2 separate regions of the Canis lupus genome follow, and region 2 is linked to region 1. The links are chromatin contacts, called in public Hi-C maps. All regions are on one chromosome and are shown on one strand. The core of a region is the stretch at or near the end of the contact, and the rest is flanking DNA. Distances in the headings are between cores, read along the strand shown.

The links. Hi-C and Micro-C count contacts between places; a contact is called where the count stands out from the background.
Region 2: a Hi-C map of blood shows a contact between it and region 1, with 6 times the contacts expected there. The contact joins the promoter of CCDC83 here to the enhancer-like site in region 1. A contact is called at or near these places in 3 of 9 Hi-C or Micro-C datasets (amygdala and blood).

What each region holds. Positions count from the first base shown.
Region 1 is chr21:13,226,189-13,232,920 of UU_Cfam_GSD_1.0, reverse strand. CCDC81 (coiled-coil domain-containing protein 81) reads left to right here. Exons shown (of 13, transcript XM_038568371.1): 12 at 27-152; 13 at 2,623-3,129. The coding sequence ends at 2,764. Among named protein-coding and RNA genes, the nearest start is that of CCDC81, 42 kb to the left of the region's middle. Within about 2 kb of position 4,655, at least 2 of the 20 cell types and tissues checked have an H3K27ac peak or open chromatin away from gene starts, as enhancers often do. A contact at or near this core is called in blood, where this site is marked.
Region 2 is chr21:13,692,337-13,699,388 of UU_Cfam_GSD_1.0, reverse strand. CCDC83 (coiled-coil domain-containing protein 83) reads left to right here and starts at 1,351. Exons shown (of 10, transcript XM_038568399.1): 1 at 1,351-1,598. LOC111091500 (a long non-coding RNA gene) reads right to left here. Exons shown (of 12, transcript XR_005375568.1): 4 at 5,323-5,506; 5 at 3,667-3,788; 6 at 1,866-1,977.

The sequences.
Region 1 (6,732 bases), core at 3,406-5,905:
CAAGCAGACTATGCTCTTCTCTCCAGGCACTTGGCAGACAGAAATGCTGAGCTAGAGCGGGTGAACAGAATCAACCAGAGCTTGCAGGAAGACTGGGAAAGCAGTGCTGCAATGAAGAGGCAGCGGGATCTGGAGGAGAAGGCTTTTGAGCGGTAATACTGATTGGAACCCCAAGTGCTTTGTTCGCGAAGAAACCCCCTCTGCTCCTTCTTGACTTTCCTGGGATCCCGGGATGGCAGACAGGTTTCCAGGGCCAACTTTAGTTCATTAGTCGTGGCTACCTAGAACACCTGGTGGAGAAAAGAATTCTGCTGTGGTGTATTAGAAATACCTGTTATGGATATGGGATTGGAGAATGCTGTCGTTATATGTTCCATACTTGCCATCTCTGCCCTCATCTTCGCTTCCATGTAGGGTAGCTTTATTGTCATTTTGTGGTGGGTAGGGAGGCATGGGGGGGAGGAGAGTAGGAATTCTCCTTGGAAATGAAAGTTGGAAATAAGGAGATGGACTTTCCATATGAACACATCCAAGGCTGACGGAATGGTCATTTAGGAGCAGAGCCAGGGGTTGTGTGTAAGATTGGCAACTGGGAGACCGAGATGCCCATGGTGGAACCAACCAAGAACATCTTCCTGACATTTATTAGATCTGTACCCCCTCTCCCCAGCTCTCCATCAACAATCTAGACTTAGGGAATCTAGTTATAGCTTTGAGAATTAACACTAACTTTGGAGAGGCAGCTAATCTTTTTGTCCTACTTTTTCCTTTCGTAAGATGAGGAAAGTCAACACCTGCCTTACTTAGCTAACATAGGAGTTTTTGTGATCAAATAAAGAGATGGAAAAATATTATACTTAAAAAAAGAAAATACTTTACAAATGTATGATTTCATAGTATGTTAAAAACTTGAACAGACCAAGCCTATACAGTCAAATGTTATTAAGTCATTAAAAAAAATATTTTATTTATTTATTTGAGACAGAGAGAGCATGAGCAGGGGCAGAGGAAGAAGGAGAAGTAGGCTCCCCACTGAGCAGGGAGCCCTACATGGGGCTTGATTCCAGGACCCTGAGATCATGACCTGAGCCAAAGGCAGACACTTAACCAACTGAGCCACGCAGGTGCCCCAAATGTCATTTAATCTTGAATATACCAAAATAATATTTTAAATTCCCACTTATCAACTAATTTTTATCATAGATAGAACTTGTCATAATAAATCTTGATCTGTAGCTCCTTTTTCTTTTAAATTCATTTATTCATGAGAGATGGAGAGAGAGAGATAGAGAGAGAGAGGCAGAGAGAGAAGCAGACTCCATGGAGGGAGCCTGATGCGGGACTCAATCCTGGGTCTCCAGGATCACGCCCTGGGCCGAAGGCAGGTGCTAAATCCCTGAGCCACCCAGGGATCTCCCTGTAGCTCCTTTTTCTTTTAGATTTTCTCATCAGGCATTTCTTATCCGTCTCTCTAATGGGTAGAACCTGTATTTTGTTACAATGGCTGTAAGAGGGATGACATGGCAAATAGGTTCCAAAGTAGCAGTAGGATTGTTTGGCCTGGAGAAGAGAAAGGGGAGCTGGGGGTTCAAGGCATTTTCTCAAGGTTGGGGAAAAACAGGTAAAAGGCAGTGAGATTAATGTCAGGGGAGATTTTGCTGGATTTTGGAAGAATGCTTGGCCAACGTGGTGATAAAGGATGGAGGAGACACAGGAAACAACCTTCAATGTCAGGATGACAGGCAACCCTGTCACCTGCAGACTGAGGCCATGTGGTGGGCAGGGCCTCAAGCAGGAGCAGGGAGGAAGAAGGAATTGGTTCGTATCAAAAAGAAAACAAAGCAAAAGCAAAAACAAGCTTTACATGTAAGCAGTTAGCATATGATACTCTGTCCCAGCACCACGGCAAGCCAGGTAGGTCTCCTCCTGCCCATTATTTGTTCTTTTTCCTTGTAAGGCTATCCTTGATGGTCCTTTTTACAGAATTACACCCATGTAGTTTTGGTTGAGAAGGGGGACATACCAGGGGCCGTCTTGCGTTGAGAAAAATTGTTGAGGTGCAAAATCAGCTACTGACGTCGCTTCATCTCTGCTTTGAGTCGCTTTAGTCCTCTTCCTCTTTGACTCCACCTCCTCTCCTGCCCTTTAGGCTAGAGGCCTCTGGGCTCCTGGGACTTTTCCTTGCAAGGCTACTCCTAGCTGTCTGCTGGGGCTTAACAGTTAACCAGCAGCTTAATTAATGGCCTGTTTCCCTCTCAGTGCCGTTTCTGAGAGCCCAGGAGGTAAAGGTATCCACATGGCAAAGCTCTGTGTGCTGGCTGTGTGACCCTGGGCAAATTATGTCTTTTCTGAGGGTTTGGGTGGGCTGGTTGTGAAGGCACCAGCTCAGAGCCTTTTATTGACTGGCGATGGCAGAGGTTTGGAAGCAGTGATGCCACGCTGGGTTGGGCTGCAGGTGGAGGGGGGCGGAGGCTGTAGGGGAGCCATCACAGGTAGGTGGTAAGCACCTGGGGGGGGGGGAGCAGTTCTGCGTCTCTTCTACTGCACTGGCTTCTGGACTAGGCCCCCAGCACGGACTCAGGGAATGCCTAATAACGATTGCTTGTCCTCACCTCTCCTCAGGGCGTCAGACAAACTCTTCCTCCTGGACCAGTGTGAGAAGTATCGGCGCTGCAAGCAGTGCCAGAGGCGCACCTCCAACGTGGGCGAGAGCAACCTGTGGCCCCTGAACAAGTATTTGCATGGTTCCCGGTTGCTCGTATAAAACCCAAAGTCTGGATCTACGTTTTCCTGGGGAAGATTTTTTTTTTTAAATGTTTAGGCATGATGGTGAAACTACCTATTTTTACTTTAGAGGGAAAAAGTTATTGTGCTGCTTTCAGGAGCAGATTGCTTTTCACCCCTTGTAGAATTCACATGAGTAGGGTCTCCCCTCTAACTTCCCATTGCTCCCACAGAACCCTGCTGCCCCTGGGGGCTGGGAACAGGGGACCCAGCCTCATTCTGGCTGCGGGAGTGCTGCTGACCCTGCCTTGCCACTTCCTCTGTGACTTTGTGTAAGAGACTTTATCTTTTCTTCATCTGTAATGAATAGTGTCCTAATAAATATTTTCTATATGCCTGACTGTGCATCATGGTAAATTTTACGAGCTCACCCCAGAGAACTGTATATGTGAACATTCCAGAGGAAGATCAGGTTATTTGTCATAAGAGGTCAGAGCAATGCTTTCTGAGTTTTCTAGTTGAAGATACACCTGGGACTTTTATTTTGGAACTTCAGGGGATCTTATTATCTTGGTGCCCTTCCTTTTTTTTTTTTAAATTAAGATTTTATTTATTTATTTGAGAAAGAGCATGAGTGGGGGTGGGGAGGGTGTGAAGGGGCAAGGGCAAAGGAAGAGGAAGAAGCAGGCTCCCTGCCCAACGAGAGGGCTTGAGGTTTGATCCAGAACTAAGCCCAAGGCAGATGCTTACCTGAATGAGCCACCCAGGCACCCCCACCCCCAACTGCTTGGTGCCTTCTGGCCAACCATTCCATTATAGGTTTACTGTTGGGCTAAATGTGTGCTGGGAGGGGAGTCTGGCTGGCCTGCCAGGTGCCACCTTCCTCTCTAATTGCTTCACTGGCATTCATGTCTAAGCAGCAAGTGCTATGGAAGAGGAGTATCTTCCTGCTAAAAGACTGATTTTCAGTTAAGGTAGGGGTGTTCTAAACCAAAAGTCATTTTATCTTCATCGTTTACCTTTTCTCCACCTGCCCTGTCCAACCATCTCAGGCAAACCAATGAGCAAAGCAGAATGAAGTCTAGATTTCTGAAATACAAAAGATAGGAATACAGTCCCTTAGACTGTTTGCTTTCTGTCCGCCACATCTTTCTTAGTAAATGAGGGAAAGTATATGTGGCAAGACATCTAAAACATTGTTTCTGCCACAAATACAAAATAAGAATGTTTGGAGGCCTGAATAGTTAAAGGGAAGATACTTGGTCAAATTGATATTTGGCAAATTTTGTTTTTTTCTATGGAAATAAGCATGCTTAGTGGGGACTGGAATTGTCTGGAACCTCTCCCTAGAGGCTTCTTACATTGCCACTTCTGTTTTTTCAGAAGATCACTCCATGCAGGACCAGTCATCACCAACCAATATTGACAGCCATAGCTTTTCCCCAGTACTACCTGACTTGCCTGAAGTCCATACCTGCTACACCCTTGGAGTATGTCTCTGTCTCAAATATATAACAAAATACTATAATGGTGTTGTAGTAATATATTTTTAAAAGCATATACTGCCTTGTTAAAAAAAAGACTTAGGGAATTTCGATAAGTTTGAGTGAAAACTTTTTACTCAAACACTTTTTACTATAGGAACTGAACTTAAAATCTGTTGCCATTTATAGTGGTACTGACTCTTACTGTGTGCCAAGCACCCAGCTAATTTTTGGTGACTCGGAGATTAAGACTCATTTGTCCCTGTCTGCCTTCAGAGCACTTACTGTGTGGTGCAGAGGTGAGATATGATTTAGAAAATCGCCTTGTAACAAGGTAAGTACCCAACAGTTCTGTACATGGGTTGCTATGGAAGAACAAGGTGGAGCCCTTGTAGTCAGCTGAGCCTGGCATCGAAAGGGGAAGCTTTTGGAGGAAATGAGGCCTAAAATGAATAGGAAATAGCTAGGTAAGGGGTGACAAGGGGTCAAGGCAACAGATGTCAAAGCCCTGTGTTCCTGCTATCAAGGCTAAGATGGAAATGTGGTTATATGAGTTGAGTTATGAAACCAAATATGTTTTGTTATCAACCATTTTAAAAATCAGCCTTTATTTATAGCCTGTCGTTAACATAATTGATTTCATATAATAGAGAAAGGACAGTCTCTTTTTAGAAAAAGTCTTCATAATTTGGTATCTTTTTACTGATTTTTTTTAAAGGTTTTTTTTTTTTTTTTAAGATTTTATTTATTTATTCATGATAGACACACAGAAAGAGAGAGAGAATGGGGCAGAGGGAGAAGCAGGCCGGGAGCCTGACGTGGGACTCGATCCTGGGACTCCAGGATCACGCCTTGGGCCAAAGGCAGGTGCTGAACGACTGAGCCACCCAAGAATCCCCCTCTTTTTACTGATCTTAACTCTTAATCTTGTAGTAGTCCAACCCTGTTATTAGGCCAGAGTCAATCAGAATGGCCTTTCCTAAATCAGTATGAATTATTATCATCAAAGATATGTCATTCCCAGAGTTATGGCACTGCCAGACAAGACTAACATATCACAAGTTTGTGGACTCTTTTGAGTATCTCATGAAAATTATGGACCCTTTCCTAAAAACATGTCCATTTTCATCTATAACATTTTGCATGCAATCAGAGGTTTTCTATACCATCTGGACACAAGTTGGGAACTCCTGCTCTGGGTAGCTTTCTTTCAGTATCATTATAAGCTTAAGCTATCAAAAGTGAGTAAAGTGAGGACTTTGTTTATGAAAATGCCTTTTCACTTTTAGAGAACTATGTCCACTTTTGTCTTTCTCTTTGACTCTTCACAAGAACAGTGAGATGAGAGTTGGGAAGCTATTTGAAAGCACATACTCCAGTATTTCTCAAATCCTCTAAGACTCAGTAAAAGAAATATGTTTCACATCACAACACAGAACCCATGCTCACACATATAATTGAGACAAGAGTTTTATAGAGCTATGCTTACCCATCTATCTGCAATGCATTCTAATTCTATTTTATTTCATTAAAAATTCTGATTAGATTAAACAAAACTGACTTAAGAATTCACTAATGTAAATAGATCATTTTCAGTCTGATAAGCACACTTTTAATATAATTCTTCCCTCCACTGTCTTCTCATAGTAAGTGTGTAGTTTGCTGGAATTCATTAGTGGTTAAGATGATATTATAATGGCATTCAGCCAGGAGCTTGAGGAATGTTGAGGCTCTATCTTGTCATAACTCGACCATTTTCTTATGAGGTATCCCAAGAAAAGCAGGTAGCTCTTTGCTACCCCCTCTTCAAAAGTCCCAGAACTACTTCTTCCAATGCATTTGGCGGTCAGAGAGAAAGGAGCTAGAGATAGAACGAGTGAAAACATATGCCCTAATGCCTAGACTGCAGGCTGGGGGAGGCCTTCGAAATTTAAGAAAGAAGTGTGAACTAGTTGCAGCCTCTGTCTTAATTTAGTCTTAGTCTGTGGGTAGGAGAGGAGGAAGTGGACTACACACAGCCCAGCCTGAACAGCTGTGTGAATTGGGCTGTGTACTGAGGCGCTCAGTTCCCGGTTTTCTATTGCTGCTGTAACAGATGATCACAAACCCAGTCGCTTAAAACAATACAAGTTTACTCTCCTACAGCTCTAGAGGTCAGAAATGTGCAATCAGTCCCATTGGGTGAAAGTCAAAGTGTTAGCAGGACTGGTTCCTATGAAGGCTCTGAGAGGAGCATCCTTTTCCTTGCCTTTGCTAGCTTCTAGAGCTCTTTACACATCTTGACTGGTCCTTCTTCCATCCTCAAAGCTAGCAGTGTAGCACCTCCAAGCCTCCCCCTGCCTCTCTCTTATCAACACAGTTGTGGTTACCTTTAGGATTCACCTGATACTACAGGATAAATTCCTCATCTCGAGATCCTTAATCACATTTGCAGAATTCTATTTGTCATAGAAAGTGACATGCACATGTTCCAGGGGTTAGGACATGGGTGTTTAGGGGGACCGTTATTCAGCCTACCACAGGG
Region 2 (7,052 bases), core at 102-2,601, 470 kb before region 1:
TTAAGGACCAAACCCCAGGGGACTGTCGCACCCAACCCGGGCCAGCAAGAGCCCTGCGGGTGGAAGGGCAGGGGGGCAGGGGGGGCAGAGGGGCAGGGGGCAGGGGGGCAGTGGGGCAGGGGTCAGGGGGGCAGAGGGGCAGGGGGGCAGGGGGGCAGAGGGGCAGGGGGTAGGGGGGCAGGGGGGCAGGGAGGCAGAGGGGCAGGGGGGCAGGGGGGCAGAGGGACAGAAGGGCAGGGGGGCAGAAGGGCAGGGGGGCAGGGGGGCAGGGGCCAGGGGGGCAAGGGGGCATGGGGGCAGGGGGGGCAGAGGGGCAGGGGGCAGGGGGGCAGGGGGGCAGGGGGGTAGGGGGGCAGAAGGGCAGGGGGGCAGGGGGGCAGAAGGGCAGGGGGGTAGGGGGGGTAGGGGGGCAGAAGGGCAGGGGGCAGGGGGGCAGAGGGGCAGGGGGTAGGGGGGCAGAGGGGCAGAGGGGCAGGGGGGCAGGGGGGCAGGGGGTAGGGGGGCAGGGGGGCAGAGGGGCAGAGGGGCAGGGGGGCAGGGGGGCAGAAGGGCAGGGGGGCAGGGGGGCAGGGGCCAGGGGGGCAAGGGGGCATGGGGGCAGGGGGGGCAGAGGGGCAGGGGGCAGGGGGGCAGGGGGGCAGGAGCCAGGGGGGCAGAAGGTCAGGGGGGCAGGGGGGCAGAGGGGCAGGGGGTAGGGGGGCAGGGGGGCAGGGGGGCAGGGGGGCAGAAGGGCAGGGGGGCAGGGGGGCAGAGGGGCAGAGGGGCAGGGGCCGGCCGCGCACACCCCCGCCCGCCCCGCGAGCGCCTGTTAAGCCACGCTGCGGTCTCGGCGCAGAGCCACGTGCCACGTGTCCGCACAACCGAGCGCCTACAGGTTTAGCCGTCGAGGGAGGCCGGGAGGGGGCGTGCGTTAGTGTGCAATCAGCAGGGTGCGCTGCGGGGGTGAAAATCGCGCGGGGAGCAGGCGGGAGGGCGCCATCTCGGCGGCAAAAGGCAGCAGCGCGGGCCTTCGGCCGCGCCTCTTTCCTGTGCGGCCACCGGGAGGCGCGCCCGGCCCGCGGGAGCTCCTGCGCGGGGCGGGGCGGGGCCGGGCGGGGCGGGGCGGGGCGGGGCGGGGCAGCCCGCGCGCGCGCGTCGCCTTGGAAACGGAGGGCGCTGGCGCCGCGGCGGAGGGGGTGGGCCGGGTCCCCTGGCGGCGGGCGAGTGCGGACTGCGGGCCCCTGCAGAGCCTCCGCTCCCGGACGCCGTGGAGGGCGGTAGCGGGACTGGCGGGCCTCCTGCCTCGGCCCCGACCCCTCCCGTCCGGCACCTGAGGCCCGACCTCCCCGCCCACCCCCGCCAGTCCCGGGGCCTGCCCTGCGCCCACGGGGGCCTGGGTCGCGCCCTCGGGCGTCCTCCCCGGGCCCTGCTCCGGGACCGTTGGAAGCCGCCGGGAGCGCTGCTCAGACGCCCACCTCTCTTCACGCAGGACACAGAACCCGAAGATCTTTTGATCTGACCAAAATATTAACCGCCTTGCAGTAGAACCCCCGGGTGTGTTGCTCGTTTGCCCTTCTAGATCTTCCATTCCCGGAGGGCAGGATCTGAATTTGATTCAGGTTCGTAACCTTTTTTTTTTTTTTTTCCCCAGAAAGCCCCATATTATTTTTTTTATAATAAATTGATTTTTTATTGGTGTTCAATTTGCCAACATACAGAATAACACCCAGTGCTCATCCAGTCCAGTGCCCCCCTCAGTGCCCGTCACCCAGTCACCCCCACCCCCCGCCCTCCTCCCCTTCCACCACCCCTAGTTCGTTTCCCAGAGTTAGGAGTCTTCGTGTTCTGTCTCCCTTTCTGATATTTCCTACCCTTCATGCCCTCACCTCACAGGCAGCCTCTAGCATACAGTAGATGCTCAGTAAACCAGTTCTTCCATTTGTTTGGAGCTTTATTGCTTGACAGTACTTCCAAAGTACTTGAGCTTCCTTGATAACCCTGGGAGGAGGCAGGAAAGATGAAGAGAACTCAGGATCAGGGGGTTTAGAGGCTTGTTTGGGGTTATAAAACTGATAGTGGAGGGGCTAGGACTTGACTCAAGCCTTGCTTGGCTTAGTGTTCTTAGCACATTCCCAGTCTTGTGAATGCGTTTTGAGTGAAGACTCACACCCCCTTGCATCCTTCTCAGTACCAGTACACAGCCCTCCCCTGTGGGTACTTTCTGAGTGGCCTGAATGTTGTTGATGGCCTTAACCCTCACTCTCTCAGTCCATAGATTGGCTTCAGCTCCCCGCCCTGGATGCTGCAACATCCTTCTTTTACAATTCAATTTCACACTACCTTGCTTCTTCAGTCCCCTTCTCACTCCATGATTAACTCTCTGTTAGACAAGAGAGAGTTGAGGAGGAGGATGAGAGGTGGAAGATGTCTCATTGAAGGAAAAAAGTATATACATAGATATGTTTCTGTGAAGGCAGAGAAGGAAAATAATGAGATTGGGTATTTATCATTGTGTGTGTGATAACCGCTCGTGGATTTCCTTATTGCCACCCCAAGACCTGACTCCAGCAGATCTTTTTCATAATCACCACTGTTATTTGATGATAGAAACTTTTTTGTTCTCCACCATCAGAGTATGAAAATACTGCATGCATTTCCATAATCTTCACAATATTCTTTTCATGATTATGTTTCTTTTGTGACATTTCTAAGCTTGAAGGACAGAAGGAGTTGGGGGGAAAATGTAGTTCTGGTTGCTAGATAAGTTAGTATAAGATAGTGCTTTTCAAACTATGTTATTAGCAATTCTGGATCAGAAGATAGACCAATTATTAAGCTAAGAATCCAGTATAATTTGGGAACTGCAGTTCAGAAATGTGCTACTGACCAAAGGATTTGTGCTGGCAAAGAAAACATGTGGCAATGTAATGTAAATCATCAATTAGGCAAGTGAAAGTTGTCACTTATCCAGATATTTTATTTATTATTTTATTTATTATTATTAGTGTCATTTATCCAGATATTTTATTTATTATTTTTTAAAATATAAGGTACATTAATAATAGTTAACTTTATTATTATCTTTTTTTATTTTAAATAGGCTCTACACCCAACATGGGGCTTGAACTTACAACCCTGAGACTAAGCCAACCAGGCACCTATATCCAGATATTTTTAAATACTTCAATTTGAGTATATGGTGGTTTAACAAGTATCTCCAAACTGGCTGTGTTTTACTTTTTAAAGCTATTTTGGACTGTATATACATAATCTATACAAAAGGAGGACTGAATTTGTTTGAAACTAACTTTTAGGTGATATTCTCACTACTAAAAGCCTTTAAATGAATTTAGAGTTTTTTTTTTTAACATACACTGAAGAACACTTTTTAAATATTTAAAAATTGTATTAAAAATATGTTCTACCATAAGAGAGTATTTGCATTTAAAAGTGATTTACTAGGACACCTGGGTGGCCAAGTGGTTGAGCATCTGCCTTCAGCTTAGGGCAAGATCCTGGAGTCCCAGGATCAAGTCCCACATCAGGCTCCCTGCGTGGAGCCTGCTTCTCCTTCCGCCTGTGTCTCTGCCTCTCTCTCTGTCATGAATAAATAAATAAAATCTTAAAATAAAATAATAAAATAAAAAAATAAAATAAATAAAATAAAATAAAATAAAAGTGATTTACTTTCAGGGCCCCCTGGGTGGATCAGTCAGTTGAGCATCCAACTCTTGATCTTGGTGCAAGTCTTGATCTAGGGTTGTGGATTTGAGCCCCACATTGGGCTCCACGCTGGGCGTGGAGCTTACCTTAAATAAACAAACAAACAAACAAACAAACATGATTTACTTTCTAAACTAAGGATATGTACGACATTATGAGCAAATAAATAGGGTCATTGGTAAAGAAAGTGAGTACACATGATTTGCAAGTCAGTCATTCAAATTAGACATTTATTGAACATCTAGTTTGCATCCATGGAAGATCCTGGCCTATGTTCCAACATATATTTTTTGCAAGTCCAAAGATGAAGTGATTAGTTATTATTCAGTATTAAAGGAGTTGTATTTTGTTGAGAATGAATGCCATGAATGTTTTCAAATATATACTGCAGTTAACACTGTAATGAGATATTATTATATTATTATTGTTGTTGTTTATTAGAGTTACACATTTATAGGTAGGTAATAGCAGAGCCAGGACTAGATAGATTTCAAGACTTCCAACACCCACATAGAGATCTTTTAACTAAACCATACTCTCAACCTCTGATGGAATCTTATTCAGAACTTCTGCTATTACTAATGCTATTAAATGAATATCTTCCATTTTAATCTACATTTATATAAAAACATTGGCTAATCAACATCAGAATCCATTCTAAATGTCTGGAAACGTATCAGGGCAGAGCTGCCATCCCTCCCAGCCTCCATAAAATTCGGAAAGAGTCAGTAGGAGGCTTCTGGATATTCGTCCCAAATGAAAAAGAGTCATGAGGAACCTTCTAGATACTGAGCTAGGATCCTGAGAATCCATTTTTTTGTTTTTTGGATAATTTTGCAGAGTAAAGTAAGACATGGGTTAACAGTACATTTGAAGAATGTGGCTATTATATGTCCATTTTTTTCCAAACAGCCTACTTACTTTTCAGTGAAAAGCACTTGGGGAATATATTTTGAAACATTTTCTGATGGGAAATGATTATGGAGTGGGCTCTGACAAGGCTGGACACCCAGTCTTCAAACTCAGCTTCCTCACCTGTCCTCCCACCACAACGTATATTGAAAGCCCAGTGTTGGGAAGCCTGGGTGGCTCAGTGGTTTAGCGCTGCCTTCAGCCCAGGGTGTAATCCTGGAGACCCGGGATTGAGTCCCACGTTGGGCTCCCTGTATGGAGCCTGCTTCTCCCTCTGCCTGTGTCTCTGCCTCTCTCTCTTTCTCTCTCTCTCTCTCTGTGTCTCTCATGAATAAATAAATAAAATCTTAAAAAAAAAAAAAAGAAAAAGCCCAGTGTTGGGAGAGGAAAAACAGGCACAGAAGGTCACCCTGTAGTCACGATCTTGGGAGCATTCATTACATGCACAATCTTTCTAGTCTTTTAAAGTTGCTCATTATTTTTTTGAAGTTCTGCTGGAGTATATTTCTTTGTCTGAGTAGCGATCTTGTCTCTTCATATTTTAAAATTAAGGGTCAGGTAAAGTGCCATGCACAGAGCAGGCACTAAATAGATGTTTGCAGTTACTGGCAAACAGATCAAGTGTCCCTCTGTCAGGAATTATTCTTTGTGAAACCTTCCTGAAAGGTAATCACATTATTTTGTGAGTTTTTTTTCTAGGATTCTCACCTTTTGCTGAGATAGAAATCCTCTAGGTGGTCAAGAACTGTAAATCCTTGTAAATATTTATGAAAATCCCCATTGTTTGTAGGACATTATCAAATGTAGAAGTACTTAGTACTTTCTGAAGTAATGTCATTAGCTCATTGCAAGAATGCATCTATTAAAAGGGCAACCGATGCTTCCTAATTTTCTGAAAAATATATAAAACAATGAATCTTAATATAGTTTTTGCATAAATCATTTGTGCTTAATGGATCCACATTTTCACTCATGTTTTATTAAAGTCCTTTGTCATGAGCCTCAGTTACGTAACTATACTTTAGTCAGAGAGTTTAGCCAGGTAACTGAGGTAATTGAGCACGATGAGGTCATCCCCCCTCCCCCAGCACCAGATGGGTACTGTAGGTGGAAACTTTAACACTTGATCTCTTCCATATGACTCATAAAGAGAACTAGAGAACTAGAGATCGAAGTTAGCATTTGTTTTAACTTTTAACTGAAATATTTATAATAAAAATCACTGTCGAACAGTAACTGTTGTGAAATGAAACACTGGTCAGCATGCTATCTTTTTGTTCAATAGTCAAGTTAAAAACTCTAATTCTAAAATGGAAAATAATATAAAAATTCAACTCTGCATCTAAAACAAAAGAAAGCAATTTTTTCTCAACTGAGAAGTTTCTGTGAACTACGATGGTATAAATGACACATTTTGGTGTGTAGATTATGGAATTATTCTCAAGATTTTCATATCTGAGAAGATATCACTTAATATATCACTGTCTTAATGTGCTAATTTTTTTGTTTTATCACCTATATGCTTTTTAGTTGGGAAGTATTATAGTATGTTTCCATTCATGCATACTGGAGTCTGTTAGAGTATAGAGATGAACACATTTTGGCTGGAAAAGAAAAGGGTCAGACATAAAGACTGAGCCTTGATGGAGGTCTAGGTATGCAAGCATCATGTCTAGGAAAACATGTTTCACTTCAGAGAGATTTCCCACTGTGGATCTCAGTGATCTATGCAGATTACCGATTCAGTGACCTAAATCATTGATGAAGGTTGACAACAGCAAATCACACAGATTAGTTTTTCCACATATCATCATACTTAGCAACAGGCAGACATCCTCTGCTTTTCAGTTACCTGAAGTTTGAAGAAGCGTGATCTGGAGTTTAACTAAAGGGGCATAAATACCTAACTAAGCTCTTTCTGTATGTCAGCCACTATGCTAGGCGCTTTAAATATTAGCTTATTTAATTCTTACGACAGCTTTTAAAGTAAGGGTTTTTTTCTCTCACTTTACAAATGATGAAACTGAAGCTCAAAAAGGTTAATCTACTCAAGGTTCCATTGACAATAAGTGGTGGATCTGGGATTTAAACATGTCTGCCTGTTGGGGTGACTGGGTGATGGGCACTGAGGGGGGCACTTGGTGGGATGAGCACTGGGTGTTATGCTAAATGTTGGCAAATTAAACTCCAATAATAAAAAATAAATTAAAAAAAACATGTCTGCCTGATTCATCCATCCATTTTTTCATCTGACAAGGATTTATTGTGCATCTGTGTGGGGAAATAGAGTAATGCACAAGAATTATATCATCCCCACTTTCATGGAGTTTCCAGCCATCTAAATAAATAATTGTAAAGGCTACATTCTTTTTTTAAATATTTATTTATTTATTCACGAGAGAGACAGACTGAGAGAGAGAGGCAGAGACACAGGCAGA